Linked DNA regions of Rattus norvegicus: region 1 is linked to region 2. The links are chromatin contacts, called in public Hi-C maps. All regions are on one chromosome and are shown on one strand. Each heading gives the region's core, a stretch centred on a gene start, on an enhancer-like site or on the middle of the called end of the contact. The rest is flanking DNA. Distances are from core to core; before and after follow the strand shown. Region 1 holds the start of Foxn3 (forkhead box N3). Region 2 overlaps Foxn3 (forkhead box N3).

Evidence for each region. Hi-C and Micro-C count contacts between places; a contact is called where the count stands out from the background.
Region 1: a Hi-C map of Schwann cells shows a contact between it and region 2, with 2.9 times the contacts expected there. The contact joins the promoter of Foxn3 here to the enhancer-like site in region 2. A contact is called at or near these places in 5 of 12 Hi-C or Micro-C datasets (Schwann cells, frontal cortex, kidney and 2 more) and 1 of 1 datasets of contacts at active chromatin or transcription factors (oligodendrocytes).

What each region holds. Positions count from the first base shown.
Region 1 is chr6:124,566,806-124,573,501 of GRCr8, forward strand. It overlaps Foxn3 (forkhead box N3), which reads right to left and starts at 5,235. Exons shown (of 7, transcript NM_001108047.2): 1 at 5,126-5,235. LOC102550560 reads left to right here. Exons shown (of 5, transcript XM_063262634.1): 3 at 5,099-5,613.
Region 2 is chr6:124,413,269-124,420,550 of GRCr8, forward strand. The region is part of intron 2 of Foxn3 (forkhead box N3); the gene reads right to left. Among named protein-coding and RNA genes, the nearest start is that of Foxn3, 160 kb to the right of the region's middle. Within about 2 kb of position 4,358, at least 40 of the 93 cell types and tissues checked have an H3K27ac peak or open chromatin away from gene starts, as enhancers often do.

The DNA.
Region 1 (6,696 bases), core at 3,985-6,484, 150 kb after region 2:
TATAGGAGGCCTGCACTTTTACACCCCTAAAAAAGACTTGCCCCTCTCTCATTGTAACAGGCCTGCTGTGACCGGTCAGACCTTTCTCTGGGTTCCCAGTCGTTTCTCAGGATGCGCTGTGAGACACAAGTGATCGTTACCTTTCCCCTCCTCCTCTCTCTGAGAACAAGGGTCCTCTGAAATCGCCCAGGCAAAAGTTCTTTTTGGCTGAGCTGGCACAGGGCCCCGAAGGCAGTTCCCTGCCACTTCCTTAGGAGAATATTTGGGGCATTTTAAAAGCAGCAGGTTTGCAACTCTGTTGGCAGAGTTCTGAGTTCTAGAGCCAGCTCGGGGGCTGCCTGGAGGATGGTCACCACCTCTGGGCTCCTGGTTCCTCTAGAATAGCTAGCTCTTCTTTGACGCAATTCAGACATCAGGCTCTTGCCTAAGATTCTACTCGGCGCTCACTAGAAAACAGAAACGATGCCTAAGAAAAAGTGTGTGGTTCTCTTATGGGGGGGGCAGGCGTCTGCTACTTACAGCCTACAAAGAGGCCTGCCCTTCCTCCCACCCCTCCAGAATTCAGAACATTCAAGAATCAAAACAATCAAAACAATCAAAACAATCAAAACAATTAAACTCGTGACTATCCAACGTTAAAAAGAAATGAGGTAAATAATTGTTTCAAGTAGTAAATACTTTTAAAATTGTGATGTATCTCTCAGGCACTTCTTTACAAACCCACACCTGCCTACCCTGTGCTTCCTGTTACCAGCAAGGTTGGCACGTACCTGAAATATGTTCTTTATAAATGTTTTCCCCTCAGAAGCAAGGAGGGAAGGGCAACTCCTCTCTCTCTCTCTCTCTCTCTCTCTCTCTCTCTCTCTCTCCCCCCCCCCCTCCTCCCTCCCTCCCTCCCTCCATCCTTTGGCATTTGGTTGGTATTCTGGAACTACTGTTAAAAATGTGGCACAGACATCAAAACAATGCCAGCTTCGACGACTCTGTCAGTGACTTTCTGACAACTGGGACCGAGTTAGGACGTCACTGAGCTCCTTGCTCATTTGTATTGGTGAACGACGCTGTACCTGACAGTGCAAGGATTAATTCTTCTAATTCTCAAGTCAAAACAGAAATTTGCAGAAGCGCCGAAGAGCTCACGCTCGTTTGTATAGCTCACGGTCACCTTCTTTGAACTAAGCAAACTCTGGGGCAGGCCGGAGCGAATCGAGGTAGATTCTGGAAACCAACAAGTCTCATTCACTTCCTTCGGTTTGTGAAAACAAGTAACTGACAGGTTTCCTGCCAATGGCAGTCTGCCGAACTCGCAGATAAGTTCTCAACAGGAAATCCTTTGCTGAGAGGGACCACTTATGCCATCAAGTCCGAGAGCGCCAAATATTTGATAACGTGGGATCGTGAACTATACCCCTAATCGGAACATGGACACCACACAGCTCTAAGCTGTTGGCCACGCCATCGATATAGGATATTAAAATCAGCATTAAAACATATCCAGGAGCTCTTTGTCTCTCCCCCCGCCCCCTCCTTGAGGCACTCAGTTGAGGAAAACAAGGGCAATGTGATATTCTTTCAGAAGGATCAAACTACAATTTAAGTAAGTTTTAAAACCGCTTTAAGAAAAAAACCAGTGCAGTGCTAAATATACCACGTATGGGGAGACGTTATTTGTAAACAAATATAAAGAACTTGAAATTTAGGAGTCTGGCAGGGTGGGGGGTGGTGCATGCCTTTAATCCCAGCACTTGGGAGGCAGAGGAATGTGCATCTCTGAGTTTGAGGCCAGCCTGCTCTACTGGGTGAGTTCCGGGACAGCTAGGGATACACGGAGGAGTGCAGTCTTGAAAAGTAACAAACAAACAAACCAATATTTTAAAAGAGCATCTGGCTCAGTAGTTTAAAAAAAAAGGGAGAGATGGCTCAGTGGTTAAAAGGTCTCTTCCAGAGGACCTGTGTTCGGATCCCAGCGCCTACATGAGACGGCTCACAACGGTCTGTAACTTCAGCTCCAAGGACCTCTGGTTATATGTTCATACCCGCATGCAGACACCTACACATAATTAATAATGATAAATATTAGAAAACACTTACAATTTAAAGATTGCCATTGGCATGACGGGTCAAATTCTAGGCAATGTGTTGATTGCTATGTAGACAAGTTTTACTGAAGCGCTTCAAGGTGGAAATTTAGGAGAGGTAGGCCTGGTTATTTTCCGACCAGCGAAATGAATGAAAAGATAGCATTGGGGGAGGTGGTTGGACTTCTCTCCTTGATATTCCTCACCATGAATTAAGACATAGCTGATATGGGTACTCATGGATTGGGGGACCCCCCCACCCCTAAAATAGCCTCAAAATGGTAGCAGCACTCTCCATTCACAGGAGAGGAAACGCTTCTAAACCAGCTGGGCAGTTGTATTTGCTGTCTGGAAACCCTCGTCCTCATCCCACTTAGGAGCACTTCCTCTTCTCCCCGCCCAGCCACCAAGAACACCCTGCCCTTGGCTCCCCAGAGCCCTAGGCTGCCTAAGAGAACCTGTCCAGAATCCTAGAGACCATCAAGATCAAACGCCTCAGCTCCACCTGGAATCAGCCAGCAAGCATCAAGACACTTCACTGCACCTTTGCCAAAGGGCCCTCCCTCCATAGGCAGCATTCTGGTCTCTAAGGCTGCAGAAAGGACTTTTGTGCTAACAGTAGACACACACCTCTAGGAGCAGACGCACAGCTCTACCATTAATGGCTCACATGTATTCTTTGCAGCCTTTCCCTTGTTCAACTCAGAGGATGGGAAATGCTAAGTAAGCATGAACACTCACCCTGGCATTTGGGCTCTCCCCTGAACTATTTTCAATAAAAATACAGTTATGAAATCCAGAGGGCTGTTTTGTGTGTGTGTGTGTGTGTGTGTGTGTGTGTGTGTTGGTTTTTTTTTTTGTTTTTTGTTTTTTGTTTTTTTTTTGGTTGTTGTAAAATGACCTTGGTTTGACAGGCATGGTCTCAGGTTTCAACAGATGTTGTGGGAACACTAACAGAAGCCAGCAAGTTCTCCAAGCATCTGTGATGACAGGCAGGGCTTTTTTTTTTTTTTTTTTTTTTTTTTTTTAAGTGGTGGTCATGGTAGTGAATGCATGTGTGGTGGGGGTGGGGTGGGGTTACACTCCTCAGTTTCTATGACAACCGTGTCTCCATTCCTGGGTTACTAGATACCATCTACTTCCTGTGTCTAAATATTTAAACCAATCAGAAAAGTGTTTATACGGTTAACAACTTCTGGGACCCAGCTTCTTTAATGAGGCACTTTAAGGCTCAAATGAAGATGTCCAGAAGCGGCAGGCTGTCTTACAGAGATCCCGCTTCATGCCTAGCTCTAATTCAGCCTTCTGTGGTGAGAGAACTCCGCCCCCACAGCACCCCCCCCCCTTCTTGGATGTGAATGTATTCTGCTCAAAGCAGACGCCACAATTTCTTGCAACAGTCTGCAAGCTGATCATGATTGCTTGCCCCTCATTGTCTGTTTTCCCTTTCACTGTCTAAAGACTTAGATTTAGCGCGAGAAACACGCTAATTCACAAGGCACTTAAATTATCAAAGTAATGATACAGTTAAGCATCCATCTGTTGGTGCAGCTATTTAAATGCTCAGATTGAAAAAAAATTAGGAAAAATTAATTCCAAGTTGACTTTGCATTCTACAACTTACGAACAGAAATCACTGAGCCTGTATTGTGAAGCCCCACATCTATCAGTGCAAGCTAGGAGCTGACATCTGCAAAGAAATTTGTCACCAAAATGGCCTACTTTATCTGGATAGAAACAACAACAAAAAATTAAAGATGAAGACACCCAGAGAGAGCCAGATGCACCCAGATCAAAAAAGAAACCACGCAGGAACCCATGTACGAGAAGGCAGATCTGAAATTAAGACAAGGTTTTAAAAGAAGGTTTCGGGTGACTGTTTTCCTAAGTCCCCATCTGACTGACCAATCAGTGTGAGAGTTAGAGCGGGCTCCAGACATTCGTGCAGTCTTCAGGGCTCTCTGCACCCTCTGAGCTGCTCCCCCTGGCTAAGGCAGAGCTGGAGATCAATGAAAAAACAGGGAACAAAAGGGAAATACTGATGTCTTCCTCAGCCAGGAAAAGCCATTCCCATTTTCTTCAATGAGCCTGGAGCACCCAGCCTACAACAGCGCCACGGGGGAGCTTCCACCAGCCGGGTCCAGTCCTTTCAGAGCTGGCAGTTTCCCCTTCGCAATCATGTGTCCCAACGCTAGCACAACCTGGTGACGGAAGGCTCCCGGAGCCCAACCAATTGAAACTAATAAATTAAATAAATTAATAACCCCCACGATTAAAAGCTCCCAAGAAAGACCGCGTCCCCCTTTCCCAAATGTCATTCCCAGACTATAAACAAAGCATGAAAAATAGTCTCCCGGGCTAGGAATCTAGGGTTTTCTCCTCAAAACAACGTTTTTCTCCAAAAACAGAAACACTCCTGCTTCCTTCAACGGACACTCCGGTTTGTCCATGTCACGCCGGGATATGCAGCTCCGGTATTTGAAAAAGAGGTTTAAACTGCCCATAGACACTCTGTTTATAATTGATAGCAAAACAGTTACGACAGCGATGCTGTAACTCTGCCCCAACCAAACTCCACATTTAACACGTTAGTTCCTTGAAAATACTAGTCATGCCTGGGGACCCTCCAAAGCCGCCTCCCTCCGAAGTCATTAACAGAATTACATCAATTATTCGGTAATTTTTATAAATATCCATTGTCTGGGATTTTTTAAAATAAAAATGTAAAACCAGCTATCTACAAATTCCAGAAAAAAAAACTTTTCTTTCTTTCCTTTTCTTTCTTTCTTTTTTTTTTTTTTTAAATGAACTTACTTTTGAGACAAAAACTAACGAAAATAAGCAACTCGCCATCCCTGGATCTTCCCCATTCTGGGCTGCATGCTATAAATCAATCCGAAACTAGGTGCACAGATGGGGGCGGACACCTTAAGATAAAAAGCCAAGGGTGCCCCCCAAAATGGGCAGCCTGGGCAGCGAGGCTTGGGGTGACAATGCTAACCCGGGCAGAGGCTCGCTAGACAGCCAGCGAGCTGGATTTTCCTTACCTTCGATCGCCTGCCCCCCAGCTGCTTCTCGCGGCCGCATTGGGGGGCTGCAGCGGCGCTGGACTCGCGGGGGGCCCCGCCGCCGGCTCGCGCCGTCTCCCAGCCGAGCTGCACGGACCGCGGCCGGAACACCCGGCTCCAGCGCCCGGCGCCTGCCCGGGGTCGGCGGCTCGGCTCCCACCCGGGCCCGGAGTCCCGCTGGGTCCTAGCGCTCGCCGCCCGGGCCGCGGCCCGCTCTGCAGCCTGCACGTACTGCGGGGCGGCGGGGGAGGGGGGGAGTCCCGGGAAAGCACGAGCGGGAAAGCCGTGCAGCCTTGGGTGCGGAGAAAGCGGAGCTCAGTGCCAAAGCCTGGGTGTGCAAAGAAAGGCGCTGGCTCCCGCCGAATTCCCAGAAGGCAGATGCTAGAATCTGCAGCCCGGGCGGAATGCACAAGCGTGGCCGAGAGGTTTGCTCCGTGCACCTGTGGTATAGAGTGCGCTTGCAGAAGGTAAGAGACATCGCGGGATCCTCGGAGATTTCAGAGTATCCGGGAGGGAAAAAAGTGGACAGTTCGTGCGCTTGAAACCACTTTCCCCCCCAATTTGCCCCCATTAACATTTTTTTTTATTTTCCATTCTGATTTCTCTAGCTTTATAATTTGTGTTTTAAATAACAAAGCCCCATATGGCTCACCACGTAGTCATCTGATTTTCAAAAGACCTCCAAAATTACATCAAAATATGCACCCATGTATCTCCTAAGAAATCAACTAGAGAGAATTAATGGTGGCATATGGTGTGCCTCGTAGAGAAAACTTAATTACAAATTAAAACAAATGCGAAAAATTCGCAAATCCCATAAACCAAAAGTAAATTATGATCCTAGATTAGTTCACAGATCAGCTTGTTACCATTAGGGGGACTGTAAAAATTCTACGTTTCTTTCTGAGCAAGAGTGTTACCTTGTAAGAGTTGAACTAAACCAACTGCTCCCAGCCCCACCCCCATCCCACCCCACCCCAACCCACCTCCACCCTCCTGGCTCTCGCGCGACTTTTTGGTTCTGTATTTACTGTGGCCCACCTGGAAGGTCACTTAAATCTTGCAGGTTCTCCTTTAAGAAGACAATTCCATTAGCCCCTAATTCATAACAGTGCTTCAGTTGAGGAAACCTGTTTGAAAGGCTTGGCAAGTGTTCCTTCAAGAATTCTTTGAGCCTTCAGATACCACCAAGTTAGAAGGTCACGATTCAGTCAGACTGCTAATAGCAACAAAGGTCGGTGCTGTGGTTTACACCAAAAAGAAAACTAAAACCGCGGCTTCTGACTTCTATTTCGAGAGCAGAAAATGTCCCTTTGAAAAGTGCCGTTGCCCTCTCTAGTGCAGGCTAGCTAAAGGTAATGGAAGATTTTTAAACATTATTAAATGAACATCACAGGTGACTCTTTTCACACCTAGTGTTGTAACGTGGTACTTTCCCCCATCTTCAAAGTACTTCTCCTGTGATCTTTACCACGCCTCCAAGAGAAAACAGGCAATGGAGGTTCAAGAAAGGACTGGTCTGAAGCTCCCTGACTGGTGACCAGTGAGGA
Region 2 (7,282 bases), core at 3,108-5,607:
TTCGCTGAGAGAGAGGCACAGCCGAGAACTTCTCCTGGTGTCCTCCTGGTCCCTCCTGCTGACTCGTGCCTGGCTGTCCCTGCTGGGTAGTGCCACTGCTGATTCATGATTCTACCTGATTCCCGACTCTACCCAACTGGACTGCTGGTGTATCCATGAAGTGTTTGCGAGTGGATCGAGCTGACGCTGCTGACCTGTGAACTGACCTGCTGATTTCCAGACAACACAGATGGGACCTGCTCCAAAGAACCATTTCTGAACACGTCCACTTCAACCTGAAAAGGCCCATGATTTGCCGAAGACTCAAATAGTATATAAACACAGAGAGTGTTTTATTCTGCAGAAGTCCAACATGCTGGGTCTACCATCTACAAAGATGGAGGAGAGACCCCAAAGTGAACTTGCAGGCCTGATTTATAGCACATTAGGGGAATTCCGGGAAGGGGTACATGACCTCTATCTTAATCTTGGTTCTATCTCTAGGGACATTCCAGAACCATTGCTGGGGCTTGGGAGGCTGGAAACTGGTGCTGAGGAAGTAGCTGAGGAAGTCTGGAAACTGCTGCAGACCCATCGCCCTTGCCTCAGGCCAGGTGGCAGGTCAGCTTCTGAGGCCTGGATTTGCCTGGACTTATCCAGTTCTTAGAAACAGAGATTTAGGCCTAGTCTCCTGAACAGCCCGTTTGTAGCCTGTCATGGAGTCAGCCTAGCCTTCTTTCCCCATATCCTTTTTTTCCCACTACCTCTGGTGGGTGGTGGGTTAAACCCAGCACTCGGGAGGCAAAGGCAGGCAGATCTCTGTGAGTTCGAGGCTGACCTGGTCTACAGAGGGAATTCCAGGACAGCTAGGACTATGGAGAGGGAAAGAGAGAGGGGGGAGAAAAAGGGGGAGGGGACAGAGAGAGAGAGAGAAGAGAAGAGAAGAGAAGAGAAGAGAAACTGAGACCTTATCTCAAAAAAAAGCAAAAAAAAAAAAAAACACAAAAAAAACCATAAACCAAAGACCCACAAAGAAGCATATCCCATACATACATATTAAATAAATAAACCAAATACCTAATGTCAAAAGGACGGTAACTGCCTTGACAGAGGCATAATTTGTGGTACAGTGAACTCAGAAATTTCAATCACTTCATTTGCAAACAGTATGGTCTACTATATCCATCTCCCCATCCTCCTATCTCCCGTAGGCATTGCATTAGCTGGTTTTGTGTGCCAACTTGACACAAGCTAAAGTTATCAGAGAGGAAGGAGCGTCCGTCAATCGAGGAAATGCCTCCACGAGATCCAGCTGCACATCGTTTTATCAATTAGTGATCAATGGGGAGGATCCAACCCACTGTGGGTGGTGCCATTCCTAGAGTTCTGGGCTCTATATGAAGGTAAGGCTGAGCAAGCCAGGGGAAGCCAGCCAGTGAGCAACCCTCCTCCATGGCCTCTGCATCAGCTCCGGCCTCAGGATTCCAGTCCTGCTTGAGCTCCTGTACTGACTTCTTCCAGTGCTGGACGGTGACCTAGAAGTATAAGTCAGCTAAGCCCTGTCCTTACCAACTTGGCTTTTGACCGTGGTGTTTGATTGCAGCAATAGAAACCCTGGGTAAGACAGGCGGTCATGGGTGCCTTTGCTATTCTCTCTGATGGGCACACGGTTTCAGTGGCCACCACCAAGATGTGCCTCTCCCCTCTCACTTTTACAAAGGGAAACAAGAGAAAGCAAGTCCATCCACCACAGTCTCTCTAAAACAAAGCAGAAAGCACTAACCCAGGTGAAGCTTCCGGGAAATGGCGCATAGCTTAAAATCTTGTTTAAGATTCATTTTATGTGCTATCCTCAGACACACCAGAAGAGGGCGCAAGTGGGTGATGCCTTCACTACTCACAGCAGCCTCTAGTGTCCAGGGCTCAGAGCAAATGTAGGAAAGCATTCAGAACCATGGTCTAGGCACTTAGCTGACAGGGACCACCCAAGGACCAAGGTGTGATGTCAGCGTCTCCTGAAGTCAGGGTGCATTGCAGTGCTAGACTGGAAGCGAGCAGACATTATGGAAGCCGTACTCAGGCCACGTTCTAAGGGAAAGATGGATGGACCTGTGGTATCTGATTCCAAGCCCTTCCAAGCACTGGCACACCCAGGCTAGGCTTGCGCTCGCACCAGCCTTCCTGCCATATCTCCAATGGCACCGGAAGGAGGCAACCTCGATGGTTCATTTTCTCTTTTCAATGTGCTGTATTCACTGCTGATCCTCCTGGACTTCTGTTTCCTGGGAGAGAGATTGAGAGATCAAGATCTCGCTCTGTCTCCTCTCTCTCTCTCTCTCTCTCTCTCTCTCTCTCTCTCTCTCTCTGTGTGTGTGTGTGTGTGTGTGTGTGTGTGTGTGTCTGTGTGTGTGTGTGTGTGTGTGTCTGTGTGTGTGTCCAGAAGTCAACATCAGGTGACTGAATCTTTTTTTAGGATAAGGTCTCTTTACTGATTCCTGAAGTTTACCTATTCAGACTGGTAGGGCAATGTGCTCTAGAGATCTGCCAGCCTCTGCCTTCCCAGCACTGGAATTACAGATACCTGTTGCCACACCCAACTTTTTAATCCCAGTGCTGGAGATCCTAACTCAGGTCTTCAAGCTCTCAAACACTTTATGATCCAGCTCCTTAGCTCCTTGGCTGGCATCTCAAATGGTCATCTGGTCAACCCCTTTGTAGGAACAAGACAGGTCCAAGTGGCCCTGCTCATCCAACCCAGTGGCTTTGCTATGGGCCCAGGTTCTTCACACAGACCATTTTCATATTGAGAATTGGAAAAATACATCTCCTTTCCCCGCAAACTCCAACTACAACCCCTGCTAAAATGTGTCTGCCAGCTGAGAGACCAGCTTAGCTGCTTCAAAAACACTCCCGGTTTACTCTGCTTTTGAAGAATTCAATTATCACACCAATGTCAATGCTACACAGTAGTTGCTGAAGAAACACACACATACACACACACACACACACACACACACACACATACACACGGGGGGGGGGTGAGATTATCCATTTTACTGCCAGATACCACCAAACGTTTTTTTTGGGGGGGGGGGCTTGTTTTGTTTTTAAACTTCCTCCAAAATGTTTTTTTGAGCCTTCAAGTACATAAGACTGAAATGTGAGAGTTCCTAGCCCAGCCACAGAGCAAGAAAAGCAAGGTCTCAATGAAACACAAAAGCCAGCACAGACCTGAAGGGGCACAGGCAGCCCCCACAAGGCAGCCAACTGCCAAGCTGTCATTTTGCTCTGCGGCTGAACAGAAGGCTCGAGTAATGACAACCACAAAACTCATTTAAAGTCTGAAAAGGTGACTAATGAGCTCATTCATGCTGGCTATAAATTATTCACTACAACACTGATCCCACTCAAGACAAACAGTAAAGTAAACTTTAAACACAGACCCGGCCGGCCTTCTGACGCGAGGCAAGTTATGTCTGTGAGACTTCTCACAATGACAGGGACACTTGTCCCCTTTGTCTATTGTCACATTAGTCTTCTGTTTACTTTTTTTTTTTTTGCTGCGTTTAATCAAGTTAAGCAGACACAGCTGTTACACATTTATTTCTCTGCTGTTTTTTTTCATTAGTTATTAAAAGTAATCATGAAAGCCCTAAAAATAACAGCAAATTATATTCTCTCCAAATTGAAGGCTGACCTTAAAAACGAAGCCCAGGTCTTCAGAAAGAATATTCATACTCGAATGTTGGCTAAGTGACAGCCCCACACACAGGCAAAACATGAGTTCCTGCCCAAATCTTAGAGAGCTCTTCAATTTGCTTCTAAATTTCCTTTGGTTCTGGATCGAACTGGTTGCCGTCAAACCAGCGGATAGGACAGAGACCCTGCTTCTGGCGGTCATGTTTGGGTTAAGATTTTCGAGAAGACATTATCATCTTAAGCAAATAGAAGAACCATCCGCAGGCTTTTTCCAGCACTGATAAATAGCAGGTTCCTTGAAAGCTCACCACGGTGTTGCAGATTGCTTTCGGTTTCCTGTTTAACATTAAATAAAGAATTGTCACTCTTCTGTTTTTACAGACCTAACTGCTTGCTGCTTCTGCTGCTGCTAAAAGCATGGATTGCAGCTTACACAGTCCCCTCTCACTTTTCTGCTCACCGGCTACCATTTTCAAGACTCTGGAAGGGTTTCAAATCTGCCTGACAGATTTAAAGTCTCCAAACAAATACTTAAGATCTCTGAACATTATGTATTTCTTTAAAACTGCTTGGAATCCTCTGAAAAGGAGCCACAGAAAAGCCTCATATTCAAACCACGGCAGACGGAGGCCCTAACTAATCAAAAGTGAAAGCACAAAGTTAGACACTGTAGAGTGCTGGCTCAGGGCTGGGGGTGGCTGCGAAGCAGAGGCAGGCTGGAGACTCCACTTTACTCTGGGCCCCCGGTACACCCTGTCTAAGGAAAATCTTCCACATTTTCAGTTTCTTGCATGATCTTAATGAGAGCTTTGTCTGCTGCTTCTATTGCCTGAGATGAAAAACACATTTTTCAATGAAGGAAAAAACACTTTTTTTTTAATGTAGAAAAAGGGCAATACTGCAATATTGACTGAGGCCCCTGCCTCCTACCCACAGCGATCTGTGCACTTGACTGTGTCCCTCATAGACTTCCACTCACATTTCCGGATCTAATTTTAAGGCCTTGCCACCAGAGTCCTGCCAGTTGCTTTTGGGTCTCTTTCCTTCTATTTTTGGTCAATTTTACTTCTTAGAAAAGCTTTTGTTGCTCCTTTACTTTAGTTTGGGTTTGGGTTCTTTTGAGATGAGAATATCACTTTGCAGCCCTCACTATGTAGACCAGGCTGGCCTTGAAACTCGCAGAGCTTCACCTGCCTCTGCTTCTGCAGTGCTGGGGTTGAAGGCATACACCGACCCACCCAGCTCACAATCAACACTCAAACTCACACTGCAACAGACTAGAAGCTTTCCCTCCCCATGCATGTGCCGAGAGGTTTGATTTTTGTTGCTTTTACATTTTGAGTCCTTATAAACACTTGGGTTTGCCTCATTGACTGTATTACTTTAGGTGTATGCGTGTGGATGTGGATGAGGACACCCAGGGCAGTGTGCACAAGTCTCTTCTTCTGCCCCAGAGGTCCCAGGAATCCAACTCAGGTCATACATAGCAACTGGCAGCAAGGACCAGAGGAGCTAGCTTGCTGGCCCTTGGCGTAAAGTTTTGGAAACTCTAACATCACAATGCAAAACTCCAATTCCAACCAAGAAACAGAGCCCTGCTTCGGGATCCCCAGCTCTCCCCTGACTCTGTCTCTACCCGGAAGGGTGTGGACAGAACACTACTTTGAAATTGAGCCTCCCTTTTCCGTCCCTCCTGGCAGCATGTCTGACAGGCACAGTACACCCCTCTTGCTATTGGTGAGAAACCTGGCGTGTCCGCAGACAGTCTGAACACCACCCTGCTCCTACTTTCCCTGGGGCGAACCACGAACGACGTCAATTTTGGCTGAAGACATTCTGTGCTTCAGAACAACAGCAGTCAAGACAACGGACACCAAGTCCTCAAGGACGCCATCCAAAAGGCTCACGGAGAACACAAGAGCAGAGCTCTCTCACCGGACAGCTCTCCGGAGTGCCCTGCAGGGCAGGAACCGTGCCAGTAGTCCTGCCTGCACTCGTATTATTTACTCCTTCTCTTTCACAAGGAAGGTACTGCCATCCTCATGGCCAGAGGACAACAAAGGTAAACAAAAGTCAAGCGACCTGTACTTAGGAGTAAGATGAAACTAGACAGGACGAGAGAGATGACTCCATGATGAAGAGCACTGGCTCTTCCAGAGGACCAGGGTTTGAATTCCAGCCCACAATCGTCTTTAACTTCAGTTCCAGGGGATCCAAGGCTTTCCTATAGCCTCGGTGGCCATTGCAGCCAGGTGGTGTAGGAGACATCCACGCAGGTAAAACACATTGCAATGATTTGTATATGCTTGGTTCAGGGAGTGGCACTATTAAGAGGTGTGGCCTTGTTGGAATAAGTGTGTCACTCTGCGGGGTGGGCTTTAAGACCCTCACCCTAGCTGCCTGGAAGTCAGTATTCTGTTAGCAGCCTTCAGATGAAGATGTAGACCTCTCAGCTCCTCCTGCACCATGCCTGCCTGGATGCTGCCATGCTCCTGCCTTGATAATAAGGAACTGAACCTCTGAACCTGTCTGGAAGCCAGCCCCCAGTTAAATGTTGTCCTTATAAGAGTTGCCTTGGTCATGGTGTCTGGTCACAGCAGTAAAACCCTAAGACACACATAAGATAAAAATAAGTGTGGCTCCATGTTAGAAGCTTGGTCCCCAGTGTGCTGTGGTATGGGCTGATGGACACCTAGGTCAGGGCTCTGTGGAAGGTCCTTAGGTCACTGGGGGCACTGCCCTTGGAAAGAGATTAAGGCATCTTCCAGTGTCCCCTGGATGACTTGGGTAAGCCTAGTGTTTAGGAGGCTGAGGTAGGAGAATTGCCTTGTGTTTGAGGGAGTGAGAGTGTCTACACACACACACACACACACACACACACACACACACACACACACATATCAAAATAAAAATATTGACTAATGTTTAAAAAAAAAGATGAAATCTACAAGTTTAGCCTTGGGCAGGAATCCCTAGTAATGTCAAACAAACCCCTAATTTAATGAAGCAAATGAGTCCCTGGAAAGGAAAAAGACTTGGGAAGCAAATCAGCAACTGTTTTTCCCTCTCCCAAACTGCCCAAGCCTTGAGGGTGGGTGAGCCCAGCCCAGCCATCAACTACAAAGGCTCTGTCTGAGCTAGCTAAGCGCGGACCATCCAGATAGACTCAAAGCAGGAACCCACGGGTCTCTGTAGTCTGAAGTCAAGGTGGCTTTCCTGGGGCTTGTGACCAGAAGTAGTTTTGCAGACACCCATATTGGATTAGTGATCAGTGAAGTTTACTTTCTTATGCTGAGAAATTTCTAATAGGGTAAAACTTTTTAACAGAATAAGTAAGATAGAGGGGGAAAAAATGACGTTTTGACAGGTTTAGTGACCAGACTTGGTAAGATTAAAGCGACTTAAAAGGCTCGATTTGCAAACTGTTTCCCAAGCACTTTTAAGGTCGGCTGTAATGAGTGGAGTACAGCCGCGGTCCTTGAGTCCTGCTATAAACAGGGAGTTATGAATGGGAAATTAACTGTTGGGAATCCACTGCTACGAGAGACAGCGGTGCACATGACCAGAAGCAAGCACAAGTCCTCTGAGGTCTTAGAGTTTAACT